Linked DNA regions of Oryctolagus cuniculus: region 1 is linked to region 2. A link is a contact called in public Micro-C data. All regions are on one chromosome and are shown on one strand. Each heading gives the region's core, a stretch centred on a gene start, on an enhancer-like site or on the middle of the called end of the contact. The rest is flanking DNA. Distances are from core to core; before and after follow the strand shown.

Region 1 (4,178 bases), core at 1,633-4,132, 110 kb before region 2:
AGCCTTGTCATTGCCTCCCACTAACTTAATTTGCCATTTATTTGATCATTGAACATTTTTGAGCACTTCTGTGTCAGTCTCCATATTAGCTGTGTAGAGTTCAAACCTGGAAGTAGTAGTCTTGGTTCCTTTGCAAACAGGTCATCCCAATCCAGTGTAAGAACTGCCCTACTGGGAAGGCATCCTGATACAACGTGAGATAGGAGACACAAAGAGTCTAAACCTTCCTGAGGGTCAAATAACCCTGTACAGAGGAAAGAGGGAAGAAAGGCAGTATTACCTGTGTAGGGAAACAGGGGGACGGGCTACTTGGGTTCTTAGTTGCAGGGGTTCTGTCCAGGCCACCACCAGAGATGTTTTGTTCTTACAGCTTGAGACTCCCTGGTCCCAATACAGAAAATTAAATGTCACTCTCTTGATGATGGACACAGACGAAACAATCACCCTGGCCCTCTCCATCCTGGGTCTACTGGAGGGGAGCAGCAGAGGAGGGGAAGGAATTCCTAAAAAGGGAGCCTGGCCTTTCCATAGAGAAGCCCTGGTGTGTGGTTGGAAGCACTTCCAGCCCTGCAGAGACCCACATGGAGGGAAGTCACTAACAGGGGCTCTGGAGAGAGGGAAATCTCTCTGCAGAAGACAGGCTTTGGACAGAACATCAAGGAGGCAAGGAAGGAAGGGTGGGAAGAAAGAAGAGGAAGGCAGAGGGATGAATGACTAACTTGCAGGGAGCAAGAGCAGGAGTCTTGTCTCCAGGAGCAGGGCAACCAGAAAGCCTGGGGCACAATTAGAATGAGAGAAGTGGAGGTGGGGTGATGGGCAGCAGAAAGCCTACAGCTGGGGAGGGGTGGAATGAATTGAGGTGGGCTAGAGAGACTGATAGGGAGTTCTGTGGGACCGGGAGTGCAAACAGGAAGAGCTTAATCGGGGCTGTGATGCTGTGGAATGGGAGCAAAGGGGAGATGGGGCAGCTCCTGGAGCCGGGGAGAAAGCCGTTGTGTGCAAATGGTAAGTGCATTTTCCACAGGGGCAGAGCACACTTTGAACTCTAAGGGAGGAGAAATCCTTTTTCATTTTGCTGGGGCCAGAGGTTTAAACGGTCAAGTGTGTTTGTCGGAGGCAGAAGGGGAAGAAGGAGGGAAGGACCTGTGCCTGGCCGTGTTAACCGTCTCTCAGACTCAGATTACTCACGTACAAAATGGACATAGAGCACCTTCTTTCCAAAAGCACTTACCACAGGGCCCGACACACTAGCACATTCAATAAGAGTTTTCACAGTTACAGTCACTCTGCATCCCTAGAAGCCCAAAGATTTGCACCCTTCAGAGCTCAGCTAAAGAAGCTTGTTCAGATCTAGGTCCCCACCTGACAAGAGCAACGCTGATCAACTCCAGCCTGCCCAGTGGAGGGTAATCCAGCCAGCCTGGAAACCCTGAAATAGGAAGAAATGTGCACTAGAGAAAAAATTCAGAAAGCCCACAGGTATCTGTACCAGTTCATATTTGGGGTGTGAGGATGGTTACATGATGAAAAACTAATTTTGTTTAATTAACAGTTTCTGTGCTGTTAAAGATTCATCTGCTGGTCAAGTTCCCGAGCCTCACCCAGGAGACAGTGGCTTGAGCTATCACGTCATGCCAGCAGAGAGTACCTCGTCGTCCCATGCCAGCAGGAAGTAGCTCTAAAGACAGATCATCTACCCTCTACCCCTCCTGGACTTTTGGGGCCAATGTAATCCCATACAACTCTTGCTTTATAAAAAAAAAAAAAAAAAAAAAAGGGAGGGGGGAATGTTAGTAAAATGCCACAGTCATCTATGGCACAATCTATGCCCTGAACACCATACTAGGCTCTGACCCCCCACCCCACCCCACCCCTCACCATTGCTGGAAGCCAGTGACCGCATGGCCCAACCACTGGTGTCAGCTCCACCCCCATCCTAAAGAGATTCTCTGCTCCTATTTCCCTACCCGACCCCCATGCAAAGGTTTAACAGGACCGGGTCCTGAACACAGGGCCCTCTCTTGATCTCTCTCTGTCTCTTAATCTCTCTCCCTCTCTTTCTCTTGATCTCGCTCTCTTATGCTCTTTTTCCTTCTTCGCCCCTTCCCTCCAGCCTTTGGGTTTCCCCCAATAAACCCTTTCCTTAAAAAAAAAAAAAAAAAAGTTCCTGAGCCTCTTGCCTCTTCAGTGCCTGAATTTTCTCATGTACAAAATGGGGTTAATTAGGTCACCTATCTCATTATCGTGGTGATTAAATGAATTAATACATGTAACATACTTAGAAGAGTAGCTGGCACGTAGTAGATGCTCACATGAATTGGTTGGTTATTATTATTAGTACTACAACTGTAGTTATTGTCTTGGTAAGATCTCAGAGTGTTAGAGGGTAGCCCAGAATTCTTAATAGTTCCAGCAATGGGAAAATAAGGATGGTGCCCGTGCGGTGGTGATTCCCTCATACTGGGAGAATTCAAAAAGCCATACTGATAACGACTTGTCAGTCACAGGAGAGACTGCCCATCCCCCTGGACAAAGTGTGGCCCAGGCCTTAGGGAGGCAGAGGCGGCTACCCAGAGTTGCAGTAACACCAACACACCGCCAGGGCGCAGCAGAGCCCGACCCCGTGTTGTCTCAGCCACAGAAAACAATTCATTCGTTCCAGGTTTTCCTGCTTGGCTGTTTGGGTTGCGCACGGCTGCAGTAATCCCGCCCATTATTGATGATGCAACCAACCAACGATTGTCCTGGGCGGGCCTGGGGGCGGTGGCGGTGGGGGGGTGGATCGCGCTGCCACTTTGCATTGCTCAAAGCCTGGAGGACCGCGCTCTAGCCACGCCCCCGGGCGGCTCGGCCAATCCCCAGCGGCGGACCGGACCCGGGGGCGGGGTCCCGCAACCCACGTGGCCCGGTCGGCGCCGAAGCCGCGTAGGTGGCCGGTTACTGCCCGCCCGAATAGAGGTGACGGGAGGGCGGCTCTAGCAGTGCCAGCCTCGCCCCGGGTGACCCCCAGCCATGGGAGTGCAGCCCCCCAACTTCTCCTGGGTGCTGCCGGGCCGGCTGGCGGGGCTGGCGCTGCCGCGGCTCCCCGCCCACTACCAGTTCCTGCTTGAGCTGGGAGTGCGGCACCTGGTGTCCCTGACGGAGCGCGGGCCCCCGCACAGCGACAGCTGCCCGGGCCTCACCGTGCACCGGCTGCGCATCCCGGACTTCTGCCCGCCCGCCCCCAACCAGATCGACCGCTTCGTGCAGATCGTGGACGAGGCCAACGCGCGGGGCGAGGTCAGCGGGCGGGGTCGGCGCGGGGAGGGCGGGACTTGGCCGGACTCAGCTGGGGACGTGGGCGGAGCTGGCTGCGGGGAGGCCCTTATGGGGAAGAGGATGAAGACGCTACAGAGGAGCGAAGGGGAGAGGGCTAGGCAGCGCTTGAGAGGTCAAAGGCTGGACAGACTCGGGAGAAGTGCAAGGTGAAGTCAGAGCGAGCCTGTTTTCCGGTTTCCGTAGCTATGTTCTCATACCAGGGCACTTAAAAAAGTTCAGAGAGCAGAATTGAAAGGTAAGCTCGTTTTGGTTCCAAAAAAAATCTGAAATCCATGAAAAGTATTTTCATGATACATATTTTTCATGAACTTTTCTGACAACCCTTTGCATAGGTTTCAAAATTTTTTGCACCACAATAAATTTCATTTCATTTTCCACAAGCCTTTCAAAGCACCTGCATATGTAATTTTAAATTTTCTAGCGATCACATGTTTTAAAGAGTAAAAACACGCAGGTGAAGTTAATTTGGATAATATTAACTTGGTAAGTCAGAAATATTATCATTTAAACACGCAGTCAATGTAAAATTAAAAATTTGTTTTTCATTTTATAAGAAAGGTATAAAAAGACAGATGAAGAGAGATCTTCCACCCACTGGTTTGCTCCCTAAATGCTTGCAACAGCTAGGTCTGGGCCAGACTAAAGTTAGGAGCCCACACTCAGTCCAGTTTCCCTGCATGGGTGGCAGATACCCAACTACATGAACCTGGGGTTCACATTAGCATTCAGAAGCTAGAGCAGAAGTGGAGTATCCAGGAGCAGAACCAGGAACTCCAATATGAGATGCGAGTAGGGAGTAATGCCCACTTCTGAAATAGTAGACAGCTGCTTTCCTTTTATTGTACTGCCTCTTCAGACTC
Region 2 (4,030 bases), core at 944-3,443:
TGTTGGCTCTCTGCAGCAGGTTCTGGGCCCGCTCCTTGGCCACCTCCTCCAGGTCACTGAGCTTCTTGTTGTTCCTGCACACCATCTCCTTCTGCTTCATGATCTTCTTGCGCGTGGTCACTGCGTCCTAAGGGAGGCGAGTCTGGGTCAGGAGGGATATAGTCCCCGTGCTCTGTCACCTGAGGGCTAGCCTGGACACCACAGCTATCCCCAGTATGTTTTGGCCTCAGCCCATCACGCCGTCAGAACCAAGACATTTCACAGCCTGGCTTCGTTCCCGATCCTCCTCTTGGCCCCAGGATCTCCTGTTTCTCCAATATTTCTCACTGGTCTTGGCGCTGCAATGTGAAGCAGGCATCCACATCTGGCTTCGGAGTCCTCCTAACTAGAGTTGAGTCCCCACCGTCCTGAGAAGCTCGTCTCTCGCCCAGCACGGCTCTCTTCTGCCGCCCGTCTGCAGAGGTCGAAGCTTAGGGAGGGGACCTACCAAAACGGCTTCCTTCTCCTTCCTGAAGGCCTGCTCCCTGGCCTCGAGCTCTTCCCTGGTCAGGACGTGAGATGCCCATTTGATTCGCTCCAGCTCCTCTGGGCTGATGATTAGCGACTGCCCTGAGGGATCCTCTGTGGGAACACTGACACAGGAGTGAGCAGACTTAGGGAGGCGAGAGGGAGACGGAAAGCCCCGGGCTCCATGCTCTGCCCTCTTCCCCTGCCCTCTTCCCCTGCCCCAACCCTCGGGCCCAGACTCAACCAACAGAAGGGGACAATGCAACTGGGAAATTCATGGGGAGTAAGGGTTCCAGAGAAGGATCAGGTAGTATTGTAGATATTAAAAAGACATTTTAGGGGCTGGCATTGTGGCATAGCCAGTAAAGCTGCCACCTGCAATGCCAGCATCCCATATGGACACCGGTTCAAGTCCCAGCTACTCCACTTCTGATCCAGCTCCTTGCTAATGTACTTGGGAAAGCAGCAGAAGATGGGCCGGTGCTTGGGCCCCTGCACCCACATAGGCGCCTAGAGGAGACTCCTGGCTCCTAGCTTCAAATTGGCCCAGCTCTGGCCATCACAGCCACTTGGAAAGTGAACCAGCAAATGGAGGATATCTCCCTCTCTCTCTCTCTCTCTCTCTCTCTGTCTTTGCCTCTCTCTTTCTCCCTATAAACTCTGCCTTTCAAATAAATAAATAAATCTTTAAAAAAAAAAAAAGACATTTTAAGTCATTCTATACAAGGTCCAGTTTAGTGTTACTTTCTCCATGCAACTGTCCGAGACCTTCCCCTGTGTTCACATCTGCCCACACCCACTGCCCAAGCCCCAGGTCACCTCCTCCCGAGTCCCCACCACACTGTTCTGACTGCCCACACTGTAGTCAATAGCAGGGTCTGTTTCCTTTACCAGGTCTTTCAGGAGGCAGACTCTGTCCTATCGACATTGGGAGCCTAGTTGCTGCACGGTGCTTGGCATCGAGTACTCAACTGTTTTGAGTTCTGAACTTTAAAATTAGATTATTCCCAATGACATAAAAAGGGCAAGGGAGTGCCATACAAGGTTGAAATGGATGCTAGCGAGAAACCTAAACATGCCTGTTCACCCAGCCTAGAGAGAAGCTTTGAACCCTAAATATTAATTAAAATATCTGATCAACAACAGCAGGAGCTGTGCCTATAGACCTTTTCAGCTGCCCAACGCACGCAACAAACCAATAGCTAATTATGATGATTACAAACAAGTGACATACATTAAAAGATGGGGGAGGGGTAGTGGGGGGTTGGAATAAAGCTGCTTCTGGGTGAGGCCATTTAACAGGCACAAGGCTGTAAACGCAGTCTGAGACAGGAAGCAGAACCTCACCTAATAAAACCAGTGGGGGTGGGGCGGGGATCCATGGGGCAGATGCAGTGAGTGACTGGATTTGGGGCTTAGCCAAGATTTGTACTTCACCAAGCAATGTGGCCCAAAACAGCCGAGGGTCTGCAGTGACCAGGAAGGACGGATCTGAATCTAGGGCTGCTTTCAATACCTCTGCAAAGTAACCAGCCACTTGGCCGCCAGTGAGTTTGTTTCCAATCAAGACCACTCCAAGAAGGAACCCTTTCTCGGGTCCTAGGCAGAACTGACAACGTCTGGCCATTTGATGCTGGGGCTGGCTGGTCCATGTCCACCTCAGGACCTACTGTGAAGCTCAGCTCGTGAGCCATGCCCCAGTTCCTGACACAGGCAGCATTTTCTGAGAATTCAAGTTTTTAGTGGGTGGATTCAGATGATGGAAGAAAAGTAACAGAGGGGGCCGGCGCCGCGGCTCACTAGGCTAATCCTCCGCCTAGCAGCACCGGCACACCGGGTTCTAGTCCCGGTTGGGGCGCCGGATTCTGTCCCGGTTGGCCCTCTTCCAGGCCAGCTCTCTGCTGTGGCCCGGGAGTGCAGTGGAGGATGGCCCAGGTGCTTGGGCCCTGCACCCCATGGGAGACCAGGAAAAGCACCTGGCTCCTGGCTCCTGCCATCGGATCAGGCACGGCGGCCGCGGCGGCCATTGGAGGGTGAACCAACGGCAAAGGAAGACCTTTCTCTCTGTCTCTCTCTCTCTCACTGTCCACTCTGCCTGTCAAAAAATAAAAAAAAAGAAAAAAAAAAGAAAAGTAACAGAGGAGAAGCAGTAATGCAGGAGCTAAACCGCTAAGCACAGTGTAGGCCCATGGAACATTGCTGAGTTCCACCGGAGCAAAGAGGGCAGCTCCAGCCAGGAAGCAAGGGTGAGCTAATCCCAAAGGAACCCGAGGAGCCCCAGTGAATTTCCTCAGATGGCCTCAGAGTCTGGGAAGAAGCCAGAGGGCTAATTAGGCATCTGGTCAGTTTCCCTTTGCTTCAGATTCTGAATGCAGCCTAAAGGAAGTGACTCATCGGGAACACTTCCCTTTACCAACTTTGCTGGGGGGGTTGGGGGGATCAGAGAGGACCCACTGAGTTCTTCCCCCGCACCAGTTCCTTAGATTCCACAGCCAGCCGGAAGAAAGGAGGGAGGAGGAAGCTGGGTTTGGAGGGCAATGGTGATAACAGATGCAACCGAGGAGAAAGAAAGGGCAGGAAACAAAAGGAGACTGTGAAAAGGGCAGTGAGGACGGACTGGACTGATAGGAGACCAGGCAGGCTTCCCCTCCCACTGCAGAGATCCTCAGCAGTGCAGGCTGAGCGGGGGACCCCAGGGCACTCACATGAGCTCTCGGACCATGTCCCGGGTGATGAGCTGAATGGTCTCTGGCTTGTGGTCCAAGCCCATGGCAGTGAGAGTTTTCCGGAGGGTGTGCTTATCTCGGAGCAGCACGATGGGGCTGTCATTCTCTGCCTGGGTCAGAGGCTACGAGGTCAGAAAGGAGGGCTTAAGTAGCTGGTCATCCCACTTCCTGCTGGCCAGTCTCTACTTCATCTGTCACCTTCCCTTCTCCCGGGGCCTCCACCCCACCCACTGGCAGGGCATGCTGGCTGGGGGCCAGACTGCAGGACCACTAAGAGCCGGGGACTGAGAAGGCAGCACAGTGCCCTTTATGTGAGCAGGGCTGGCTCTACTCTGGATGGGCTCTTCCAAGAGCAAGGCCTCTTGTTCTTGTGCAGCTACTCTTTATGGGATGGAGGGGAGGAAAGGAGAGCCATTGCTTGTCTGTATCTATCCTCACTTAAGTCACCAGGAGTACAAAGGAAAGTTTGAGTATCTAGGTTCTCCTCTCTCCATGAAATAATGAATACTCTGAGACTCTTGGACCACACTGAGTTTGGAGCAATATAATCTGTAATAGACTCACACAATCTACAATATTAGTAATTTTTAATTTTTAATGATTAACTTACTTGAACCTCCCAAAACTGCCATAATGAGAGAGTTAGAAACAGATAAATAGCCCAACAGAGTCCTGTCCTTCAAATCTAACGTTATGGGGCCAGTGTTATGGCACAGCAGGATCCCATATGAGCACAGGTTCAAGTCCCCGCTGCTCCACTTCCCATCCAGATCCCTGCTAATGCTCCTGGGAAAGCG

Evidence for each region. A called contact is a pair of places that touch in the nucleus more often than the background predicts.
Region 1: a contact with region 2 is called in a Micro-C map of ear pinna, with 3 times the contacts expected there. The contact joins the promoter of DUSP23 here to the enhancer-like site in region 2. A contact is called at or near these places in 2 of 6 Hi-C or Micro-C datasets (ear pinna and an unstated tissue).

What each region holds. Positions count from the first base shown.
Region 1 is chr7:39,169,459-39,173,636 of mOryCun1.1, reverse strand. It overlaps DUSP23 (dual specificity phosphatase 23), which reads left to right and starts at 2,882. Exons shown (of 2, transcript XM_002715275.5): 1 at 2,882-3,279. The coding sequence starts at 3,013.
Region 2 is chr7:39,054,239-39,058,268 of mOryCun1.1, reverse strand. It overlaps CFAP45 (cilia and flagella associated protein 45), which reads right to left. Exons shown (of 12, transcript XM_008264244.4): 3 at 3,213-3,355; 4 at 488-632; 5 at 1-127. Among named protein-coding and RNA genes, the nearest start is that of CFAP45, 11 kb to the right of the region's middle. Within about 2 kb of position 2,193, at least 4 of the 8 cell types and tissues checked have an H3K27ac peak or open chromatin away from gene starts, as enhancers often do. A contact at or near this core is called in ear pinna, where this site is marked.